Linked DNA regions of Sus scrofa: region 1 is linked to region 2. Evidence: chromatin contacts called from public Hi-C data. All regions are on one chromosome and are shown on one strand. The core of a region is the stretch at or near the end of the contact, and the rest is flanking DNA. Distances in the headings are between cores, read along the strand shown.

Region 1 (5,542 bases), core at 1,680-4,179, 500 kb before region 2:
GTGCTGGAGGGGGTGTGGAGAAAAGGAACCCTCCTGCACTGTTGGTGGGAATGTAAGCTGGTACAACCACTGTGGAGATCAGTATGGAGCTAACTTAGAAATCTATTAGAACTTCCATATGACCCAGCAGTCCCACACTCTTGGGCATATATCTGGACAAAACTTTCCTTGAAAAAGACACATGCACCCGCATGTTCATTGCAGCACTATTCACAATAGCCAAGACACAGAAACAACCCAAATATCCATTGACAGACAACTGGATTAGGAAGATGTGGTATATACACACAATGGAATACTACTCAGCCATTAAAAAGAACAAAATAATGCCATTTGCAGCAACATAGATGAAACTAGAGACTCTCATCCTGAGTGAAGTAAGTCAGAAAGAGAAAGACAAACACCATATGATATCACTTATATCTGGATTATTCTAGATATATATTCTAGATATAAGTGATGTGCTGTATTCCAATATACAGCACAAAGAAACCTTTCCATGGAAAAGAAAATCATGAACTTGGAGAATGGACTTGTGGCTGCCCGGGGGGAGAAGAGGGAGGGAGTGGGATGGATTGGGAGCTTGGGGTTAACGGATGCAAACTTTATTGCTCTTCAAATGGATTTACAGTGAGATCCTACTGTGTAGCATTGAAAACTATGTCTAGATACTTACAACATGACAATGGGAGGAAAAAATGTATACATGTATGTGTAACTTGGTCCCCATGCTGTACAGTGGAAAAAATAAAATAAAAAAATAAAAACCTATTTTTAAAGAAAGGCAAGACTCAGACTCATCACAGTGATTCAGACTCAGGTTTGCATCACTATGATCCTGTGTGGTGACCACGAATTGGCTGCTTGGTCACACTTTTAGAGGGTTTAAGAAAATATAAAAGTCATATACTCTTAACAGGTTTAAGACAATATAATTATGTATATGTTGGGGGCTCGGAGAAGTCCTACAAGATTGTTATAATATAGAACATATTTTTTATTATTATAAACAGCCTAAAAATTATAAGAGTAGAAATAATGAAGAGAAAGCCCACAGCATTGATAGTTTTATTTCATTTTATTTTATTGTTGTCTTTTTGTATTTTTAGGGCTGCACCTATGGCATATGGAGGTTCCCAGGCTAGGGGTCCAGTCGGAGCTGTAGCCACGGCCTACACCTCAGCCACAGCAACACCAGATCTGAGCCGCATCTGTGACCTACACCACAGCTCACGGCAATACCAGATCCTTAACCCACTGAGCGAGGCCAGGGATCAAACCCACAACCTCATGGTTCCTAGTTGGATTTGTATCTGCTGTGCCACAATGGGAACTCCATATTGATGGTTTTAAAAAGCAATGCATTTTGTAGTTTTCATGTTTGTGTATGTTTTACCTGTTCTTTTAAGTGTTTAAGAGAACTGGTGTTAAATTGCTAGCCTTCCTCAGTATCTGGTATCTATTCTTATTTCTTCCTTTCTTTTTTTCCTAAGTAATAGAATCCTCAGATTCTAAGCTGGCACATGGCTGTCCCGCTGGAAAATACATTTTCAGTCTTCTTTGCAGCTGTGATTACATTTTGGTCAAAAGCATATGAGTAGATTTATGTTTGCAACTTATGGATCATCTTCAACTTAAAATCAATTCTGTTAACTGTGGACTTCTTGTCTGTTCCAGCAGGCAGGAACACAGATGTGCAGTGACCCAGGTTCTATCGTAGAGCTGTGGACAACACTCTAGGCCTAACAGAGATAGGAGGAACTTCTGTTCCTGAATGACCTGTGGAAGAGCTGTCTTATTAGTTAAAACAAGTGGATGTTATATAAGAAACACATGTCTTAGTTTAAGCCATTGCATTTTCAAATCTCTTTGTTATATAGCATCTTTGCTTTTACCCTTAAAATATAGTAAAATTTAATTAATTAAGTATCCTAGTTATCTATTGCTATGTGCCAGAACCATAGCTTCCCCAATTTTCATGGCTTAGAACAAAAAAATTCTTATCTTTTATAGTTCTATGGGTTGACTTATTAGCTCAGGCTGAATAGTTCTCCCATGGGATCTCTTATATTGCTATCGGATAGATGCAGAGATTAGAGTCATCTGAAAGCTCCATTGGTTTGGACATCCAAGAGGGCTACTCACATGACTAGAATTTGATGGTGGCCAGGAGCTCAACTAGAGTCGAGACTGTGATGGGAGCACCTTTTTGTGGCCTCTCCATGTGGTTTAGGCTTCTCACTACATGATGTCTGGGTTCCAAGAATGAATATTCTAAGAGACATGGGTAGAAATTCCAATGCTTCTTAAAATCCAGCCCTGGAAGTCCCAGAGCATCACTGGTCATCAAGACACTAAGGCCAGTTGAGATTCAAGGAGAAAGGGATTAGACTCACATCTTAATGGAACAAATAGCAAAGAATTTGCACCCATCTTTAATCTACCACATTAACTGCATGAGAATTTTCCCCCAGAGATTCTTTCTAAAATGTTGCCAGTATCTTAAATTATTTTTCTACATTAAAGCTATTTTATATAGCAAAGTTTAATAGATTAATCATTAATTACATTGCAAATAATGGTTAGTATTCCTCTTCACCACATAAAAATGCTGTAAACATTGAATAATCTTTGCAAACATTAAACTGAATAACTTTACATCAGAAGAATGTAAAATACAAAGACTTTATATGAATGAAATACCAGAGGACCACTGTCAGAGCCATGCTTACGACTATTTGATAACCTTTTTGAGATATATTGGAATAAATGTTTTGCCAGGTTATCTCATTTCTCTTTCTAAAACCCAGTGAGGTATGTTCTATTTTTGTTTGGACGATTGCGTAATTGTACTATTGTATGTTTACAGTTGTGAGGAAATGAAAGCTTGGACTAAGTAAATTGAACAAAGTCACAAAGATTAAAAATGGCTGAAATCAATCCAGGGTTCAGGGGCTAAACCACAAAACTAAACCTGGATCCCTACAGCTCTGTTTTGAACAAAGATTGTCTTTTACACTCTCCTGTATGTTAGTAACATGATTAAGGAAGTTTCTGCTTTGTATTTTTTTTTTAAATATTAACTTTTTCATGTCAGCATGTGGATACTCTCTTCCAGTTCTTTCTTATGAGTAATAACAATTTCTCAGTGCTTTCAATTATATCTTATACTCGTTAGGATTAACTTTATAAAATTTAGAACTAATTATACAGAGAAAAATCATAGCAGTTCACATTCAAAAGTCAGTTATTATTTATATCCTGAACTGTTTTGTCTTTCCTGTGTTTCCTACATCAAATTTATATTGCATTTACCATTTTGTGCTCTGCTTTGTATTTTTGTTTACCATATAATAAATGCATTTTACTGTTATCAAAGACATTCCAAAAATCATATTAAAAACTTTCATGGTAAGGAACATTCCACACCTACACCAAAATGGAATAGTGTGGTAAATCCCATGTAATCATTACACAGCATGAAAGTGGCTGATATTCCATCTTCAGTTATTTCTACTTCCCTCAGCTCCAATCACTATATCACTTCATCTAAGCATAACTTTTAATATTTGAATGTTTTCAATCTTATCGTGAACCATATTTTGCTTATATGAGAACATCTGGTTATAACTGGAATCTTATCACCATATTCCTGATCAGAGCATCCACACTGTTCTATGATTATATTAAGAGGAAAAAACTTCCAGGCTCTCATAGGAACATCTGTGCCATCTGAGGCTTCCTCTAATTAACTTCCATGCTGCTGAATCCTCAGTGAGATTCTCTATACTTACACAACACATTGATATACAAAACAGATCAGATTAATAAAAAAGCCAAAGCTCTAGTATTAATCATTTTTGAAAGCATAAAATTCACATCTGGCAATTTTGAAAACACACAATAAGTTACAGAGATGAAGACACATTTCTGATTTCTGATACCATTAGACAGTTAATGTACTTTTCATCTTAAAATATTAACAGCTCTGTCCTATAAAACCCTTCTTTTCATTATAGATTCAATATGTGTTAACCCTTCCATTGGCCCTCATCTTTGCCCAAGAGAGTATTTATCAAGTTGATTTATATCTCTTGTTCATAATGAAGCTAGTGAAAATTGCCTGCCTCCAAATACTGCTTAAGAGGGTTTGCTAAAATTCTTTCAATAATCCTTTGGGAAAGAAAACATCAGCAAAAATAATTGAGAAAAAAGTCTCTGTGACAAGAACTAGAGATTGTTTATGAGGTAGAAGAATGTCTGAGAGCCAGTTGCAAGGACATCTGGTTATATGACCATAAGCAAAATTCTGTCAAAAATTTTATTTAAAAACCCATTTTGAAAAGGTTTATAACTCTGCTGATTCAGTTCCCATGGGTTCAAATCTGACTTTAAAAAAAATTGTGATCTGAAACCACATTTGCCAAGCCATCTGAGCTGAGGATTTAAGAAAAAGGATGACAGCAAAGTATTTTATTATAGAGTATATTTACTCTTTCTGCATTAAGTACTTTTTCTGCAAATTATGTACTTTTTCTATATTTGAGATAAATTGGGAGTTATTTGTATGCTGTTGGTTCACTTTGCATTTAATTCTCATCCTTTCTCTCTCTGTAGTCTACTGAGTACATGAATGTTGAGATTAGACCCATGCCCCATGTATTCACTGGTGTTATTTAGTCCCTGTGTGTGTTGTTAATTAAAAAAATAGTACTTGCTTCCATTTATTGAATGCTTTATAAGTGCCAAGCTCTTTACAAATCTTACTTCAAATTTTTATCCCACAGCCATGCAAGATAGATGTTATTTCTCCTTATAACTGATAAATTAACTGAGCATCAGAAAGATTAAGAAGCCTGTCCATGTTCACCCAAGTATTTGGGTTTTGGGGAGCATAGTTTTGTCTGAATGCAAGGCCCCTCTATTCTTAAATATTTTCTGAATAGATGACAGAAGTATCTTGCTCTAATAATGTTCATGTCCTTATGCCACGTTTACTATTGATATAATAAAGCATTAATTTCAGTTACATCATTGGCTTCTTTTAGTGAAAAAATTTTAGTTGAAAATAATTCAACTAAAATATGTTAAACTGTGTATTTTTGTTTGGTTTGGTTTTTTGGGGTTTTTTTAGGGCCACACCCATGGCGTGTGGAAGTTCCCAGGCTAGGAGTTGAATTGTGGTTACAGCTGCTAGCCTACACCACAGCCATGGCAACACCTGATCCTTTAACCCACTGAGCTAGGCCAGGGATCAAACCTGCATCCTCATGAATACGAACAGGGTTCTTAACCCGCTAAACAAGAACAGGAACTCCAAACTGTGTCTTTATTTACGGATACATAAGAACTAAATTTAGAAATCTTTAAAGGTTAGTTTAATATTACACAAAAAAAGTTTTCTTACTCTTTCAGTACTATATGTTTCTAAGTCTAAAATATGCTGTCCTGTCCTCTGCCTGAGAAAGACAAGGAACTTAGCAAATACCATCTTAACTCTCCCCCTGCCATATTCCATGTCTAGAATTTTAATTCTAATTTT
Region 2 (5,618 bases), core at 252-2,751:
ATAGATCCTGGCAGGGTTCAGAGAGCCCGTGTAAGAGTCCTTAGAATTGTTCCCCTGTATCTGACAGATTTGTACTACATCTGGATACAGCCCTCTGGCCATTAGCAAAGATTCCCAAGCAGTGTCCTTTGGGCATAGATTTATTCATCCACTGTAGTTACAGGGGTCACCACGCACATCCCAGATGAGCTCAGGCACTTTCAGGGTGATATGGCCATAGACCACACACATTCCAACCACTTTATTACCTGGCAATTCTGCACGGCCTACGTGCCGACCATATAAATTGTCTACACAGCAAACTCAGGAACTGGTGAGATTAGTCCCGTTAGAGAGCACTAGCTCTGCATTGAAAAAAAAGGGGGATGGAGTTCCCATTGTTGCTCAGTGGGTTAAGAACACCACATAGTGTCCTTGAGGATGCAGGTTCGATCCCTGACCTCACTCTATGGTTGCACAACTGAATGACTTAGGGGCTTGTGAAAAAACGTTGATGTCTGGCTACTCCCAGTTTGGTACTAATAATTGATCTGGGCCCAGACCTGCTTCAGCATTTTTGAAAGCTTGCTGGGTCTTGAATGACCCATACTTGAATGTGTGTGGCCAGGGTTGAGATTTCCAATGACCACTATGGGAAAAAACTCAGGAGATGTGATATATTATTTTTAAAAACCTGCTGACACTGAAGGGGACCTCATAAGTATTTGTTAATTTAGAAAAAGGCATGTTTCCAACATTAGCACATATAGATAATAGATATAGAGCTAATTTTTCCAACACTGCCTACCTTTTGCATCTTTTCCAAGGTCCTACCTGGCATGACAGTTATCTACTCTCATCAACCTTTCTTGCCCCCTGTTTTTTTAATGTTTATTTTTAATGTATACTTATTTATTCATTTTCTTTTTACGGCCACACCAGCAGCATATGGAAGTTCCTGGGCTAGGGGTCAAATGGGAGCTGCAGCTGCAGCCTACACCACAGGAACCCCGAATCTGAGCTGAATCTGTGATCTACGCTGCAGCTCATGGCAATGCCGAATCCTTCAAAATGACCTGAAAAAAAGCCGGGTTTGTAAATGCATTTTATGTGGTCATGTGGAAGCAACCCACACGGCTCATCCCCAGATTGGAACATCTATGCCAGTGTCTTTGTTTCCAGCCAGTGCCATTCTTCTGCTAATTTTGAGTTCATGCCTCTCTGAGAATCACCCACAGACCTTTTTATGCCAAAATTACAGAGTCCTTTATCATCCCTCCCACAGTCTCCCAAAATGAGGAGCCCTGGCGTTTTCTATGTGTGTGTTTGTTGTGGTTTTCTTTTCAATACAGCATGGCTGCTCCTCTAAGCCATTTAGCCCTCACAGGCTCCTTGCCCGAATATGCAACTGATAAATATATTCCTGGCTCAAACAGTAGGCCCCAAATTACGAAATGACTCTCCTCTGACTGGACTTTGGCACCCAGGAAGCCCAATTCGACAGAAGTCTTGAGCAAAGACAAACAATTGTGGTGCCCCAGTCCTTGGCAGATAAATGTCTTCCAGGCACTGACTGCCATTCCGCTTGGAGTTGCCTCACTAGAGCAGATGCGGGTCCGCCGGAGGTTCACCTTTGCAGTATGCATTTTAGAAATAAGCATTCTGAGCGCCGGGCCCACACCCAGGTGAGTCGCTTTTCTCTTCGCCTCTAGAATTTCCCCAGGGCTTTGGTATTGCAAGGTCGGCTGTTTAGCAGCAAAGCAGGTAGGACACTTCCACCCACAATGAGATATCTAGCCCCAGAATTTAAACTTTGCAAAAGGGGGAGAAAAAGCCCAGGTGTGTCTTTCAGAGCTTTCTCGGGAAAACTGCCACTGTTTGTTTCCAGGGATTTCTTTTAAACAAGGTGTTCAGATGTTAAGACCGAGATATTCTTTAAATACTGGACATATGAAACAAAGCCGGTTCTTATGAGCGTGTAATAAACCTGGGTTTATCAGTGTCTCAGGCCTGAGGAGTCTTAAGTTTCAGGAAATGAACTTTCCCTCCCTCAGCCTTCCTAACACTCTTTAGTTATTGGCTGCACCCTCCTTTGTCCCCCACGTGAGGTGAAGGTGGCTCATTTTGCTTCTCCACCTCGACATTCCAAGTTGTGTCCAGAGGCACACACTTTGCCCTTAGGTTGAGGGTGGGTTTCCTCCGTTCGAGAAGAATCCCCATCACCCACGGTGCAGACCTGTCGGCTGGGCTTCCAGCAAAATGCTCTCCTCTTGCTCTGATCCTAATCGGGAACATGAAGCCCACACCAAGCCCATCCAAGAAATAAACCAGCCAGACAACATGTGCTCACAGACCGACTATGCTGTGCCCAGGATGGCCGGAGAACACACAGACCTGTGTCATCCGATACGAGTGCCAGCACTGAAACATTCTGGGCTGTGACAATAGCTGGGCGAAATTATCTACCCAAACACCGTCCCTCTGTCTGATGTGACAGTGACCTCTATTCAACTTGCCTTTGTCATTTGACGCTTGGTTTCACCAAACTCTGTTTTGGACCCTGATGTCCATCGCAAGCCCATCTTCGCCTGCCTCTTGGCTGCAGTGGAAACTGCCATCGGGCCCTGCTAGGCACATGGTTTGCTCACTGGGCTGTGTCTTCCAGAAGGAGACACACAGAGATACTACAGGACCAGGGATTGACTGAAGCACTCTGCCAGGCTTTCCTTCACCCTGGCTCTCCCTCTTGCCACCTTATCTGAGAAGTATTGCTGCATTCAGGAAGTACTGCATTTACTGGGCATCAGGTACAAAGAGGACTCGGGAAGCCAGTTACTGAAAGTTGCTTTCGCCCTCTTGTACTCACCCTGACCCTTTCTTAAGTTAAAAAAATAATTTCGACAACCCACATTCCTGGGTTGTGACTCCTGCTGATCAAAAATGAGAGGCCATGGGGAAGGCTTCCACTGCTTTGAAATTTGGACCCCCTGGGTCCTGGCCATGCTCAGCTGTCCCTGGGAGGGGTAGAAAGCCCCCTCGGCTGGCCCCCCCAGCTCTGAGCAGCTGCACCACTGGCTTGGATTTGGCTTCAATCACTCCCACTGTCATGCCCTTGAGAGTCTGGTAGGGGTGCCCTGCTCAGAACACTCTGTGCTCTGCCCTTTGATATAGAGCTGCGGTCAGAGTGTTCAAACCCATCATGAAATGAGACATAAAGTTCAGCCAAGGAACTAAAATTTGCGAAAGATTTGAAAATACAAAAATGAGGAGTTCCGTTGTGGTGCAGCAGGTTAAGGATCCAGTGCTGTCACAGCTTGTCACTGCTTGTCACAGCTTGGGTGGCTGCTGCAGCACAGCTTTGATTCCTGGCTCAGGAACCTCCACATGCCACAGGCTCATCCCAAATAATAATAATAATAATAATAATAAATAAAATACAAATTTGGTCAAACTGGAGCATCCCTTTGGAGCTAGACTTTCCAAGCTCAAGCTGAGGTGCCATCACTTGCTTATCAACCATGTAAGTCTGGACAGTCTCTCCGAACTCTTACTCAACCTCCCTGTTTCTTGGTTCCTTCATCTGTAAGACAAGGATTGTAGTCACTTCCTAGTACCACAAACTGGGTGGCTTCAAAGAACAGAAATTTATCGTCTCACAGTTCTGGAGGTTCCATGGCTGAAATCAAGGTGTCAGCAGGGCCGTGCCCCCTCTGATACTCTGGGTAGGGACCTTCCTAGTTTCTGGCAGTGGCCAGCAATCTTTCACATTCCTTGGCTGCAGCCACATCATTTCCATCTCTGCCTCTGTTATCACGTGGCCACCTTCACACCATCTCCTCTCTGTGCATATCTGGCTGGCTCCAGATTTCCCCTTTTCTGAAGGACATCAATCATGGATTAAGGTCCATCCTAATGACCTCATCTTCATTAGATGACCTCTGTGAAGACCCTGCTTCCAAATAAGGTCACGTTCTGAGGTACAGGGGTTAGAATGTCAACATATCTTTTTGACGAGACACTTGACGAGACACAATTCAGCCCATAGCAATAGCAATGATAGCACCTACCTAATAAGATATTTTGTGAATTATTTTATGTGGAATGTATTTCATCCGTGCCTGCTATGCTGTAAGAACTCTGTAAATGTGAAGTATGCTTTAAAATAATAACCTTGCTATTTTTTTCACTTTGGTATGCTTTCTGGTGTCGGAGAGGAGGGGATGGAGTGACAGCTAGCCTTCTGGGGAGAGCACATGCGTGCAGACATTTTATCTTAAGCCAACACTACAGTGAGCTCTTGCAACTGGTGAATCACTGGGGATTTTCAGTGATCATTTGTTTGCACACATAAGCATACCCATAAGAGCCGGTCATGAGGGGGACATCATCTCTTATGTCTCTCAAGATAAAATAGAAATGTTAAAACAAAAACAAAACAAACACCAACAACAAAACGCTGTGCAAGTAGAAGAACAAACAGCTCAGAACATAGGTTCCAGCACCAGGAAGCTTGGATTTGAGTTTGAGGTCCACAGTCTACCAGCTACATGACCCTAGGGAAATTCCTTAACTTCTCTAAACCTCCTCCTAGCACCTGCACATGGGAATAAAAATGTGCCCCCCTCTGAGGAATCCCCAAGATAATAAATGCAAAGTGCTTAGCACGTGACGGACAAGCAGTAACTGTATGATAAGTATAGGCATGGTTAGGTTTTTTTTTTCCTTTTCATTTGTAAGTCACAAAATATGTACAGGGTCCAAAGATCAAAAACGTATAACCAGTATACGCTGAGAAGACTTGCTCTCCCCACTCCTACCTTTTCAAGAGGTTTGTGTTACAGGTGAAGTACTTAGAACACGTCCCACGTCTCACCTCACCCTTTCCCAACAGGGAAGGATCTTTATTAGTTCCTTGTTCCCTTAATTAGCTCTTTCTTAGTTCCCGTAGTTTTCCAGTATGTCTTTGTGTGGATTAAAGTACAGAGCCCAAAGGAATCACATGCTCTCCCTTTCTTTCATAAAAGGTGTCATATCATATATAATGTCTTGTACTTTGTTTTTTCTTCTTTTTACTTTGCAATATATCTTGTATCCTTAGAAAAGGAGCTTCCTCTTTCTCCTCACAAATGGTGACTTTCCCATTGTGTGGATTTACTGTTCAGATAACCCTGTCGTTTATTGACAAACATTTGGGTTGTTTCCAATTTTGTGTTCTAAGCCAGTTGCAGTGAATATCCTTATTCATGTATTATTTTGCAAATGGATAATTGTACTTGAGGATTAATTCCCAGAAGTGACATAACAGGATCAAAAGATATCACCTTTGCTGAAATTGCCCCACAGCCCTGTAGGTGGGTGTGAAAGTGTTTATTCCCCCAGAGCTTTGCCAAGGGGAGATCTAGGCCAACTGTTTGGTATTTTCCAATCAAATAGGTGACAAACAGTATCTTTGAATATTTTAATTTGCTTTTCTCTTATTGAATCAGACTGCCCATGACAATGTTTAAGGCTGCATGGGGTTTTCCGTGTGTGAACTATCCATATTCTTGGCCCATTTTCCTACTGGGTCTCTTGTCTTTCACGCAGAGATGATTATGATGACTTTATAAGTTAATCCTTTGTCTCTGGTATGAATTACA

What was found. Hi-C and Micro-C count contacts between places; a contact is called where the count stands out from the background.
Region 1: a Hi-C map of liver shows a contact between it and region 2, with 2.1 times the contacts expected there. The contact joins the enhancer-like site here to the promoter of C9 in region 2. A contact is called at or near these places in 1 of 5 promoter capture datasets (liver) and 1 of 47 Hi-C or Micro-C datasets (liver).

The regions. Positions count from the first base shown.
Region 1 is chr16:25,076,063-25,081,604 of Sscrofa11.1, reverse strand. No RefSeq gene overlaps it. Among named protein-coding and RNA genes, the nearest start is that of DAB2, 300 kb to the right of the region's middle. Within about 2 kb of position 2,929, at least 2 of the 83 cell types and tissues checked have an H3K27ac peak or open chromatin away from gene starts, as enhancers often do. A contact at or near this core is called in liver, where this site is marked.
Region 2 is chr16:24,571,822-24,577,439 of Sscrofa11.1, reverse strand. C9 (complement C9) reads left to right here and starts at 1,501. Exons shown (of 12, transcript NM_001097448.1): 1 at 1,501-1,664. The coding sequence starts at 1,588.